Linked DNA regions of Mus musculus: all the other regions are linked to region 3. Evidence: chromatin contacts called from public promoter capture Hi-C data. All regions are on one chromosome and are shown on one strand. The core of a region is the stretch at or near the end of the contact, and the rest is flanking DNA. Distances in the headings are between cores, read along the strand shown.

The links. Promoter capture Hi-C pulls out the DNA fragments that hold promoters and counts their contacts.
Region 1: a promoter capture Hi-C map of embryonic stem cells shows a contact between it and region 3, with 7 times the contacts expected there. The contact joins the enhancer-like site here to the promoter of Trp53bp2 in region 3. A contact is called at or near these places in 4 of 39 promoter capture datasets (embryonic stem cells, hippocampal neurons, liver and 1 more).
Region 2: a contact with region 3 is called in a promoter capture Hi-C map of embryonic stem cells, with 8 times the contacts expected there. The contact joins the enhancer-like site here to the promoter of Trp53bp2 in region 3. A contact is called at or near these places in 4 of 39 promoter capture datasets (the C10 cell line, embryonic stem cells, hippocampal neurons and 1 more), 1 of 484 Hi-C or Micro-C datasets (liver) and 2 of 115 datasets of contacts at active chromatin or transcription factors (astrocytes and pancreatic cancer cells).

Annotation. Positions count from the first base shown.
Region 1 is chr1:181,228,347-181,232,831 of GRCm38.p6, forward strand. Gm38664 reads left to right here. Exons shown (of 6, transcript XM_011238899.2): 3 at 3,810-3,936; 4 at 4,064-4,215. Among named protein-coding and RNA genes, the nearest start is that of Wdr26, 19 kb to the left of the region's middle. Within about 2 kb of position 2,550, at least 145 of the 459 cell types and tissues checked have an H3K27ac peak or open chromatin away from gene starts, as enhancers often do. A contact at or near this core is called in embryonic stem cells, where this site is marked.
Region 2 is chr1:181,254,927-181,258,934 of GRCm38.p6, forward strand. No RefSeq gene overlaps it. Among named protein-coding and RNA genes, the nearest start is that of Gm39718, 30 kb to the right of the region's middle. Within about 2 kb of position 1,920, at least 318 of the 459 cell types and tissues checked have an H3K27ac peak or open chromatin away from gene starts, as enhancers often do. A contact at or near this core is called in astrocytes, embryonic stem cells, liver and 1 more, where this site is marked.
Region 3 is chr1:182,406,880-182,411,421 of GRCm38.p6, forward strand. Trp53bp2 (transformation related protein 53 binding protein 2) reads left to right here and starts at 2,288. Exons shown (of 18, transcript NM_173378.2): 1 at 2,288-2,571. The coding sequence starts at 2,545.

The sequences.
Region 1 (4,485 bases), core at 1,300-3,799, 1.2 Mb before region 3:
GCCCGCTTCTTCCTGTCACTTGCAGCCAAGTCATCGTGTCGGAAAGGCCGGTGTGAAGAAGGTACCTGATTTTGATTCACACGAGTTCCCATCATCCCTTGGGCCTTTATTTTGCCTAAGATCCATGATTAATAAAGCCACGAGAAAACAAATACTTTCCTTTGTTCTGCTTATTGTATCTGCTACAGTGAGAAGTCTCCATCTTAATACTTCTCTTTCCTTCCTATGTTGTTTGTGTAACAGGGAATCACTTCCTCCATCCACTTCACTTGTGTGCAGGCTGAGCCATGTGCTTAATACCCAAACCTCCATGGGCTTCATCTGAATCTCAGGTCACGTGAGCCTCTCCTCTCCTAGTGCCAGAAGTCACCAAGTGACAGAGACAAAGGATAACACTCATTGCAGGTGGGCCGGCATGAGCTGCCAACCAGGAGGCCCAGACTGGGGGGAGCTTTTGGTCAGATTTGCTACGATTCACATTCCTTTGAATCTTTAGAATTGACCTCAAAATGCCCAAGAGGGTCTGTCACATGGGAGGAGGCTTATACTCAGTGACGGCATGCCCTGATGGGTGGCGGGTATCCTCAGATCTGGACTGATGAAAGTGTGTCTATCCCTGTGGTCCTATTAACCAAGTGTTTGCCACACCCAGGCCATGTCTCTGCTGTGGTGCAGGGTCCAGGTTTTGTTTGTTTTCCCTTCTACCATGGTCCTAGATTGACTTTTGGGAATCGATGTACAAAAAAAGAGTTGTTCAGTCAAGCTCGATAGTGATTAAGGGTTGGAAGGAATTTTGGACTTGTAAACTTTTGAGACAAAGCAGTTGAGGTACAAAACAATGATGTGTCTTGCTCAGGGGAAGCGTGGGCTGATATCAGAGCTGGATCTACCAGTCTTCGGCTCTTAGTTTCCAGGGTGGTGGTTCTGTTTCCACTCATGCTGCTGCCAGCCCATAAAGACACATAACAAATAGTGGCCAGATTAAAACAGCCAGAGTCCACATGTAGACACTTACAGGCGTGTGTGTGTGTGTGTGTGTGTGTGTGAGAGAGAGAGAGAGAGTGTGTGTTTGTGTATGTGTGTGTGCATGTGAGTGTGTGTGTGTGTATGTGAGTGCGTGTGAGTGTGTGTGTATGTGAGTGTGAGTGAGTGTGTGTGTGGTCAAACTTACAACCTCAACACTTGGAAGATGGATAATGGAGGATAAAGAGTTCAAGGTTATTCTTGGCTGTGTAGTGAGTTTGAGGCTAACTTGGGCTACTTGAGACTGTCTCTCTCCATCAAAAAAAAAAAAAAAAAGAATTTGGATTTCTGGGTTTTCTCTTCAAAGACTTGAGTACAAGTTTCTGCAAGGCAAGTGACTGATGTGAACAGAGGTTTCTGCCCTTAACATGTGATGGGTGCTTCTGTTTACCTCAGTCTCCACTACTCCCTGTTGCCTCCCAGACCTCAGAATGGCTGTCAGCTGGTATTTGTGGCTGTGCTTTTGTATTTCTGGTGGCCAGAGTGAGAAGAAAGTGATCTATTTCTTCATCGTGTCTCTATTAAATGTGGGCTATATTTCAAGAAGAAATGGGTGTTTTAGAAAGCACAGAGTTTGGTGGCCAGAAGAACACAGGACATTTAGGACACAGGACATTTAGGACACCCATGTGAGTCCAGCTGTCTAGCACCTGTAGGTGCTGGAGGCTGCGACTGTCACTAACCCACAGCACCATGATCCGAAGCGAGAATCTGATCATGTATTTCCTTCCAAGGCGAGGTCCTTGACAAGTTTTGAGAGCTTTTTGTCGTAGCATGGGAGGAAGAAGAGGAACAGAACAAGGAAGAAGCGGGGCCTTCTCCTCTGCCTCTTGTCGCAGGCTGTTAAGACCTGAGGTCAGTTCATTCCGACCCTGAATAGACCGGGCTATCCAAAAGATGGCGTAGTGAGCATCAGAATTTAGATAGGATCGGCTGGAGCAGATCTATTGTGATCCAGCCAAAATCACAAGGAGAGTGCACTGTGCTGCTCTAAGAAGCCGGGTACCGGAGACGTCCGGCTAACACGGCTCCTGGAATAAAAGATGCTTTGCTCTGCCCATCCAAATCTGAATCCTGCTGCTCATGGGCCTGTTTTTACGGGTCCCCCATCTCTGCTTCTCTCTGTCCTTCAACTCCAACTAACATCTCTTTATAAAAGCCAGGAGGCTCTGTAAAGTTTAAAAAACACACACACACACACAATCCATCTGCATTGTATTGAACAGAATTGAAATGTAATGAGCCACTGGGGAGTGAGGGAAGCCACCCTCTGGATCCCCATCGCTGTAGTCAGTTTGCTTTTCTCCTGGCGGGTCAGGAAAGCTTGAGCGAGGAGACCTGCCTGCTGAGGAAAGCATCCTTCTCCCTCGCTATTGTTTGCAGGGCAATAGGCACAGCGATTTGTCACCACCTCGGAAGCTGTTTGGGTGTAGGTGAAGAAGGCCACCTGCCCGTGTGGGAGGGTTGCTCGTGACCTGAGCGTTTAGCCTGACCTTCTTGTGTGCCAGGCTGGCGTCTGATGCAGGAAGTGCTGTTTTTGTATGTTCACCTCAGCAATTTCCTGACTCACTCTCTAGAAGGGACACACCCCATGGCCCTGCAGAGGAAACTTTGGAGGTTGCAAAGCTGGCCTTTGCCTGGCTGACCATGGGGCTTGGAGGTGGAGTCGTTTAAGGAAGGATTAGCAGAGGATGGGACTGTTGTCATTAGGATACCACACGTGACAAACTCAACATGACCGCCCACCTCTTGGATGATTCACAGGCCTGAAGCATGAGTAACTTAGAGGGTGGGCAAGCAGGTATTTGATTCAGTAGGGTGGGGCTGAACCCTCCCTCTCTCCTCAGCACCCATCGCTCCCTTTCCACAGGATCTGGTAGCCTGGAGGTTTCAGGTGCAGGGGGGCCTGTGAAGTCTCTCTTGGCCTGGGGAACCCTTGTCATTTGAATGGTTCTGTGAAGTGGCGCTTGTGACTGAAGTGCGGCTTTCCAGGGGGCTGGGGGGCAGCTGGAGTGGCTCAGCCTGAAGCACATTCTCAGCTCCCGCTGTCAGGGCTGGAGTGGGGGGCACACTATAGGAGGTTCTTCCTCTCACTCGTCATACGTCCCATGTGATAGCACAAAAGGGGAGGGCACCTTGTTGCCATTCCTCTGTAAGCCACATCAAAGCCACAGCTTCTATCCTGCATGGTAAGTTAAAGTCCATCCCAAAGCAAGTGTCCCCTTTGTATTATTACACGAAGCATTGGCTCATACATTATGTATGGGACATCAAACATCCGGTGTAATCTTATTTGACTGTGAATAGAACCTATGTTTTAATAATAACCAGCATTTTTACTATGTGTATGGCATCACAGATGTGTCATTTTAAATTATGTATATAGCTTTTAAAATGTGTAGTGACTAAAATAATTATGGTTGCTTCATGCGGCCCTCTATAGGATATGCCAGTTGAGTAGATACGGACTCTCAGTTCCCATAAAAAGACCACTTTAACTTGCCTGTCAGGAAGCACGGAAGTCACGTCTCAAGTATCATTGCCCGAGAAGGGCAGGACTCTTCTTACATCCTCCTTCCCATCCCACCAGCCCCTGCCCCTTCCACAGGCATCTGGAGAAGAAAGTCCTGCCGCAGTGTGTAGTGGGTCTGAGCTCTGTGTGAATCTTTCCATCATCCCAGGTCCAGAAGTGGGATGTGGTCCAAGGAACCCTAGACAAATGCTCCCTGGGACACTGCGGAATGATTTGCCGGCCTCTTCGAGACATTTCTGTTGTTCCCCTCCAGGGATCGCTGTGTCCTCCCAGGATGAGTCTCTCATGCTGGACCCTCTCTTTGTCCTGTCCCCCTCTGGATGCTGGCAATCTAGGAAGGTGCAGGAGGAAGCTTGCTCCCAGGATCCATATCCCACAAGGTGTCAGCTCCATAGAGCTGGGGTACCCATGGCCAGTCAGGAGGAGCAAGGAAGAGCAGCAGTGTAACTAACTCCCTTGAACAGCAGCCTGAGAGTTGTGAACGGGGTGCCCCTGTGCTCCCTGCAGGGGTTGGCACTTCTTTCTCAGCATCTGGAGATGGCAGCCTGGGCCTGGACAGGAAGTGTGTGCTGAGTCAACTAGGAAGTGGCAAGAGCTGGTGTCCTGCTTACACAGAGCTCTGTCTACCCAGAACTGGATGTTCCTCCTGAAACAGGATGGTATGGCGGAGTCCCCTCCTGTTCCCCAGCTTTGGACAGGAAAGGTCTTGACTTAAAAAAGCAGCCTTGCAGTGACAGGAAGGCTGACCACATTTGTATTTCTCACAGAGGTTTGACAGTGTTAGACAGCTTCTCTAGAGACCCAAGGGAGGCCAGCTAGGTGTTCACCCCGGTGTTTTTCCTGAGAATCCCTTTCCTAGACCACCTCTAAGCCAGCGAGTGAGACACTGGGCCAAAGGGCCAAAGCAGCTGCCTGGGAGGAGTCACCCA
Region 2 (4,008 bases), core at 670-3,169, 1.2 Mb before region 3:
TTGGTTTTTTGAGACAGGGTTTCTCTGTATAGCCCTGACTGTCCTGGAACTCACTTTGTAGACCAGGCTGGCCTTGAACTCAGAAATCCGCCTGCCTCTGCCTCCCTAGTGCTGGGATTAAAGGAGTGCCACCACGCCCACGTAGAGACATTGGAGCAGCGACAACCACCATGCTTTAGACAGAAGCAGGTTCGGCCTTTCTCCCTCTCACAACTGTGTAAACCTGCAGTTTTCGAGGGATCTCACCAGAAGCACCATTTATAGTAAGGGACAGGCCTTAACCCCTTGCACACCCCCCTTGGCTCATGCATGGTTTTATCTTCTTTCTCAGCTAGCAATCCTATCCAGGTGCTTTTGAAGCCACACCTTAACCTCGATTATCAAAAAAAAAAAAAAAAAAAAAAAAAAAAAAGGGGGGGGGGTCTTCTTATTGATGCTGTGAGATGTAGCTTGAGAGCTACCAACATTATATGTGTGGTTGTCACTAAGACACGGCAGGGACACTCCCCCTTGAGAGGCCCACACACCTGTGGATCTGTGTGCATTATCTGACCCGAGCCCCTCTTTTTCTTCAAGCTGGCATGCCTTCTTAATAAACCCCAACTGTGTGTCTTATTGGCTCGCCCTAAAATCTCTCTCTGCAGTGAAATCCACTCCCACTTCACTTGAGAGGCAGCTGAGGAGTTCGAGCTGCTTCAGGCAGCAGCGTGGAGGTGTGTCTCGGGCCAGCTGTCAGGGGCGCTCAGTAGCACCTGTGATGCGCTGGGCTCCATCTGTAATAGAGATGGGGGTGAGGAAGCTGTGTTCACTCCCCTTTCATATGGGCAGCAGGCTGCACTCTGGCATCGATGATAAATCGACAGGTGACTAACATGGATCTTAGCATGATTAAGTGACTTGCCCAAGGTCACATCATTAGCAGACAGTCACTTAGAAGCTTGAACGTAGCTCTACTGTAGCAAGTAATGCTTTAATGCAGAAGTCTTTCTTAGCTGGATGCTTTCTAGGACAGTCCTGCTACAGGAGGTTCCTTAGACAAAGGATTGGAAGGAGGTCGGGTAGGAGCATGGGCAAGTGTGAGTCTTCCTGGGGACAGGCAGGGTGAGCTGAGGTGTGCAGAGTTCTCTCTCGTTCTGGATGGTTGCCATCGAGGTTGTGAGCAAGGGACTTACTTCCCCGGGGGTGACCCGTTGTGAGCAGATTCCAAGCTAACTGCTAAGATGAGCCCAGACACAGGCTCTTGTCTTCCCCAGGACCTCAGAAGTTGGAGTCAAGCAATCATATTTGCTGGAAGAAATGGAAATTAGGGTCTTCCTCAAACTCTGCTGGAATACGCGGGTGGCATGAGATAGCAGCCGCAGTTGCTTGTGGGAACGAAGCTGGTCAGGAAGGGGTTTCTGATGGACACGGATAGGAGGCAATAGCGCCACCCTCCTTGTAAAAAGTCTTGATCGCCCAGCAGGCGCATGAGAGTTGTGAGCCTCAGCTAACTTCAGAAGCCTTCTAGCTCAGAGTAGAGACAAGCCATCCAGCTGGCCTAGGCTGCCAGCCTGCCAAAGAGGAGGTGGGGGGAGGGGACAGGGGTGAGACCCCGTGCTGTCCACCCAGAAGACAGCTGGCGGGCGGGCGGCAGGTGGGTGGAGGTTAGCGGGCCACCCCTCCCCCTGCCCTGCGGAAGCAGCCGAAGAAACTGTACCCTTTTATTGTCTTTGCCACTGGGTGTTTTCTGGAGTAATTTAAACACTGCCAAACACAAGCCTTCCATCCTTTCTCTAGCCATTGAAAGGAAGCGGCAGACTTAAAAATCATCTGAGTGGCGAGGACTGGGCCAGGAAGACGGGAAGGGTGGAGGGAAGGGTGAGACGGAGGTGAAAGTATGTGGTTTGGCGGGTGGGACCAGGCTCGGGTGATGGGCCGAGACCTGCGGCAAGCAAGGGAGGAGTGCCCAGGCTTTGCTGGGCGGCGACCTCAGCGGGCAGGAGGCTCTGGGGAGGGCGCGGGGCGGGGACAGGCGACCTGCCAGGGCCAGTCACCCCCCTCCCCCCCCTCTGTGGGAGGAGGGCAGGAAAGAGGGCGGCCTTTATTCTGTATTAAAATCCTCCTCTCTACCTAGGACACGGTGTACTAACCTTGCACGGTATTTGATCCTATGCAATCAGTCTGCACTTGCCAGGCAGAGTCTTGGGGCCTCATGCATCTGCCGCACAGTCAGGGCGTAGACCATTGAGCCTCCCCTTCCCCCTTGCTGGCTTTGGTCTTCCTCTTCTCTGCTTTCCCTTCCGTCTGACACCATCCCACCCTTCCATTTCCTTCCTCGGGTTTGGGCTCTAGAGGAGCAGAACCCGCCTCCCTTAATTCCAGGTTCTGGGTGAGGAGGTATCACCAGCCCTAGCCAGTACCATCCGGAGGGTTTCGAGCCTCGGGGCTCTACACGGGGTGGGTCTTCCCTAATCTGGTCTTCGCACAACCTGATTATTGTACAAGCGCTGTGTTTGGTAATCTGGAATATTTCTCCCCAAGGCTGTACGGGTGTGTACGGCAGCTGTGGAACTTAGATAGACAGACCCGGGCTTCGGGTGTGTCTACCCGCGGCCCTCCTGCAAATCCTCTGTGCTACTCACGTCTGGAAACCTGGTTTAACCATGAGCAGAGTGAACCTGCTAGAGTCCATACTCACTCGAGCCTCTCCACCTGCAAAGCGCTAACAGTAACTTGCTTGCTTCTTAGGTTGTTTGGGGACTGCGGTTTAAGCGAGTCCTTCCCGAATTAGATCTGGGCTCCAACCCCAATGTTGCCACATGACAACTGACCTTGGCCTCTGTTTTCCAGTACGGGAGGGACAGTAACAGAACCACCCTCACTGGGCCCGCGGTGAACTCAGCTCAGTGCAGGATTTTTAAGTTGCCTAACACAGGTTGCCTGTCATAGTGAAACAGGACATTTTTTTTTGTGCAAGTAATTTGTAAACTGTGGTGTGTTCTTTAGAAATGTAGGCGGTTACTCGAATGCCAACAGGGTGAAATTCTGGGTTCCTGCCCCACTTTCTAAGGGAAATTGATCCCCAACCTCGCCCTGGGCACCCTGGAAGTTCCCTTCCTCAGCACTTCTGGGACCTCTGGGTGGGAGAGGCTGGTCCTGTGCTCCCTGCTCTATTATCCACCCCTCCCCCTTCACTTCACATTCTTTTCTGGAACTCTCAGCAGCTCTGGTAGGCTTCAATCCTGGAATCCTGTCCCCAACCTCTCTCAAAACAGATCTCGGACCACCAAGTCCATCCTGCTTTTCCTAGAGAGCCCAACTCAATCCTTCCTAGAGCTGGGGGGTCGCCCTCGCATCCCATGTAAGTCTTCCTCCGAGCTCTCCTATGATAGAGCAGTAACTAGCCCTCTATGCTGAATCACACTGTTTGAGTTCAAAGTCTACTTGGAAGCTAGAAGGTACAGGCCTGTAATCCCAGCACTTGGGAAGCCCCGATGCAGGAGGCTCGTGAATGCTGGACAAAGTTATGTTACATACTGAGTTTCAGGCCAGTGTGAGCTACGTAGGGAGCCGCCATCTCAAAGCAAAACAAACAACGAAACTAAATACAAACCCAAGTCCACCTAGAGCTAGCTTTGAGATGCTTTTGTTTTGCCTTGCTGAGCCTCAGTTTAACCATCTGGAAGATGGGAAGCCAGCAGCAAATGTTTCACTGCCCAGCTAGAAGGAATTAGAGGAGACTGCTTTGGAAGAGGCGATGTGAAGGTCAAGGTGTTGGCAGAAGCACAGTGCCTGGCATAGCACACCTGGAGGTTAGGTACAGTCCTGTGCTGCTGGATGCTTTCCATGAATGTCCTCCCCTCCCCCTCCCCGGGGGGCAGAGTATGGCCTCTTTGCAATGGACATGCCTTCTTTTGTATCACAGATCCTGGTCAGATCAGTCAGAGTGCACGTGCCTTGGGTACTCAGTCAGATGTGACCTCATCCCCTCAGTCATGGCTCTCTGCAAATGGACAGGATACTATGTAA
Region 3 (4,542 bases), core at 1,038-3,537:
CATTTGTGCAAACAGCAGTAAAAACAAACAACTGGAGTTTATTAGTCACATTCTTCGCTCCTTGCTTCTATTTCCACCGAAATCATTTTTATTTAACTTCTAATGATTTATTTATGCTTATTTCATGTGAATTCGTGTTTTGCCTGCATATATGTCTGTGTGCACTTACACAGACAAAATTATTATTGTTGTTGTTATTATTTAACCAACCCAGTGTTGCAGTGCTCATATTAAACATAATGTACTGTTGTATGCAGTCAGTTTTCTGGTAGTAATGGGGTAAGTGTCCCATTCCTTGATCCACTGAGAACTGGAGCATTAATGAACAATAGGAATTCTTTTACTGAGCTGGGCAGTGATGGTGCACACCTTTAATCCTAGCTCTTAGAAGGCAGAAGCAGGTGGATCTCTGTAAGTTTGAGGACAGCCTGGTCTATGAGTTCCAGGACAGCTAAGGCTACACTGAGTGACATTACCTAGAAAAACTAAACCAATCAACCAACCAACCAAAAACCAAACAACAACACAAAAAGAGTTTTTTTTTTTTTTTTTTTTTCTTGTTCTTTTCTTTTTTTCTTCTGGGTGACTGTATGTAGACTGGTTTTATTGTCCATTCAGCTTTGTTTTGTTCATTGATGGATCCACAGTACTTAGAAGACCTACAGTATTTTGATACATTTTACTGAGTAAGTCAAGGTGTGGACTTCCTTTACTTAACCCAGGGTAATTCTAGTTGTATCAGTTTTAATTTCATGTTTAGATAGAGTAGCTGGGATGATAGAGTAGCTGGGATGATGTTAACTGGGAGTTGGATGATTCTTTTTTTTGGGTAAGGGATATGTTAAAATAAAAAAATAATTATTCTTTTATTTGTTGTTTATTTATTTGGAGACAGAGCATGTAGCCCAGGCTGGCCTCAGACTCTTGATACGTCCTGCCTCAGCCTTCTAGTGCTGGGACGACAAACAATAAGTGCTCATTCTTTCTGTTGTGCTTTGTATTAAAACCAGGAGTTTATTCATGTTAAACACTCTATCACTAAACTATGTCTGACTCCAGGGACCCCCCCCCCCCCGTTTACATTTTGAGACCTATTCTGCTAAAGCTGCCCTGGGAACCCTTAAATTTGGGATTTTCCTGCCTCAGCATTCTGAGTACCTGGGGATATAGATCTGTGCCACACACAGGTCAATTTATATTTAATTTTTATAAAAGTGTCATTTGAGGTAAGGTCTTACTCTTTCAGCTCAGGCTGGCCTGGAACTCACTGCAATTCTCCTGGCTCAGCCTCCCAAGCGCTGAGATTACTAGTGCACGCTACCACATTCAGCTGGCTCCATTCTTGAAGCTGTATACATTCTGGTGCTTCATTTCATTTCGTTTTGGGGACTCTTCTGTCCTCTGATTCCAAATGAGCTTGCACGGGTTACTTGACGTGAAATGAGCTTCGTGGAGTTAGTGTTCCTGAAGCCTATGTCTCTCTGGATAATGGACTCGACTATCTGCCTCCCTATCAAAGCGAACTACTGCCAATTTCCCAGCGTGAGCTTCGACGGCTCCAAAAAATGGTCCTTGTGTTAAAAGTGTTTACAGGTCGTGATGAGCTGAAGAGCGCCCCAGAAAGCTGTTTTTACCCATTTTCAAATCCTTTGAGCGTGCTGTTCAAAACACAGGGAACCCCCCCACTTCTCAACACTGAAGGGCTTTTCCCTTCTTACATTATAGAAGTAACAGGCCATTCAGAGGGGGGTCTTGGACATCGCCTGAGGGATGAGGACAAATCCGAGAGCGCCTTCTGTCAGGAACGTGCTCCGGCCCGGCGGACTCGCAGGTCTCCATCTTGTGGGGCGCTCGGATCCCTCAGGGCGCCCTGAGTCAGGTGTGTGAGGCGGCGCCGCCCAGGCCCCTCGGCGTCCGGCGCCTTGTGGCTGGTTCATGGTTCCTAAGGCAAAGGGCTCAACTCTCTTGAGCAACTCGGAACCGCCAAGGAGGTGAGGGACACAGCCCTGGGCTCCATCCCCGCGTTTTACGATTATTGTTCTCCTGCGGCGCCGCCCTCCCGTGCCTTGGCTCCGCCTGGAGGCGCGTTCAGGAGCAGCTCCGCCGCCTGCATCTTCCTCCCTCGGAGCAAAGGTTCCCGCCCCCTCTGGCACCGCCCCCAGCATCTGCGCATGCGCCTTCGCCGCCCGGTTGGCGCTCCGCTCCCCCTTACCTCAAGCCTTGGGGCGCGCCGCGGGCGGGGCTTCGTGGGGGGCGGGGCCAGCGCGCCTCGGTGGGGGCCCGGCCGGGATTAGTTGGTTTCGGCGAGAAGGAGGAGGAGGAGGTGGGAGTCGCGAGCGCCGAGACAAAGCCGCGTCCCGGAGACGGGCGAGGGGATTGGGCCCCGGACTCGGTGGCGTCCCGGTCCGCTGAGGGGACTCCAGCGCCGCTGCCTCGCAACAGGTCGGCCGCCGGGCGCGCGGCCTCGTTCTCGCTTGGCTTCCCCGGGCCCGCGACCCTCGGGTCACTTCTGCTCGGCCAGGCCGCCGCCAGACCCCCGCTTCCATGCGGTTCGGGTCCAAAATGATGCCGGTAAGCGGGTGGGCGTGCTGGGGCCCGGAAGTGTACAGGGCGGGGGGGCCGGGTCAGCGGAGCCGGTGGAGCTTCGGGCTTCGAGGCTCTGAGGCTCCGTCCCTCTGGGTCCCCGCGACGGTCGCGATGCTGCCCCGCAGGCAGTGCGGCAGCCCGGGCCGCTGCTCCAAACTTTGCTTCTCGGATGAGACCTTTGGGGAAGCTTGTTTTGAAGGTCAAGAGCCGGGGAACCTTGTTCTTAGCCTATTTCTTTGAATTGTTTTGAGGCTTTTTACTGAAGTGAAGCATAGCGCTTGAAAAGGCTTGCCTTTCTTTTTCTTTCTGCCAGTTTTTTTTTTTTTTAACTTGAATTTCGATCTGATGTTGGTGATAGCAGCCATGTCACCCTATCTATCTCTTTGTGGAAACAGGTTTTAGTAAATGCAGCCTTGAAAGTTTTAGTTCAGAGGAAAACTTCAGTGCCCCGCTCCCCCAGCTTTTTTTCTGCAAGACCTCTAAGAAAGATGAGTGAATTCTTTTGGCATCTGACTTGGCCAGCGTCACAGGTGACTTGCAGGTTGAATGGAGGTGTTTCTGAAAAGCCCCCTTAGCAAGCACAAGATCTGACTGGTTATGGTGGCTCCTGCAGCCGTGTATTTATTTCCTCGTGGGTGTTGTATTTGTTCTCCTCTCAAGCAGGATTAATCGCAGTCAACCTAAGTCCTTTTTTAAAAAATAATTTTTATATATTCTTTGAAAGGTCACGTATTTTAGCCATATCCATCCCTAAACCCCTCATCAACTCACGTTCTTATCGCATCACTTGTTTAAGAAAACAAAACGATAAAAACTTAAAACAACTTAATTTTTTTGCTTTTATAAAATCCAAGAAAGAGTGTTAAAATTTGTGTTTCAATGTTCTATTTTGTTTTGGTTTTTTTGTAATTACACGTGCAGAATATACTATACTGTCTCTTTGCCCCTTTGCGTTGTGGAGGGTGTTCCTAAATTTTTCTAGGTTGGACACATATATAATATTTTGGTTATTAGGTTATTAGGTGGCTTGGGATGGTTACAATTGCTAAGAGTCAAGAAATTTGGAATTACTAGCATTTTGTAACTAATGGTTTAGTCTCATTTATTAAGTTAGGGCTGTGATGTGAATATCTTAAAACGCATACCTTGGTTATGATAGACTGTTTTGTTAACTTTTTTATTCCTGTGTTTTTATCTCACTGTTGTGAAAAAACCTTTGCAGCTTGCCATCAGCTTCCCCTGAACAGAGAAAGGAAAAGAATAGGTGGTTTTAATTGCAGGATGATTTCTTCCTGAAAGATCAGTTTAAATCAAGGTATCCTTTGTTTTTTTTTTTTTTTTTTTTTTTGTTTTATGTAGGGGTGTTTTTCTCCAAACCACATAGCAGATGATCAGAATTCTTGTAAAAAGTTATTGAATCTTGGGACTAAAGTCACTTCAGCAAGTCTGGTGGCTTTGACTGCTTTCCTGGTGTCAGAGTAGACTTACTAGGAAAGGTGTAGTGTGCATGCTATTCTAGCTTTGAAATTTGATGCGCTTTGGAATTTTGCACAGCATTAGTGATCCCAGATGTTTAAGAAAAATCTGTCTCTCATCTTCATCATCTGTATCTTGGGGGTGATACAATGCCAATTCTCAGGGTGCTTTGGAAGATTGGAGTCACTGTTTATGAAGGAAGGGGTTAATACGATGCCTGGCTTGGAATAGTTGCTAGAAAACACCCTGAATTAGCAACAGTGATTAAACATGAGATTCTTAGTCTGTGATAGATAAAAATATGATACATTTTCATTTAGCATCCTTGTGTTCTTTTTACAAGAGATTTATTTTATGTATGCCTGTTTACCATGTGTGTGCCTGGTGCCCACAGAGATCAGAAGAGGTCATCAGATCCCCTGAAAAATAAGTTATGAATGGTCTTGAGTGGCTAGGTACGTGTTGGGAATTGAACCTGGG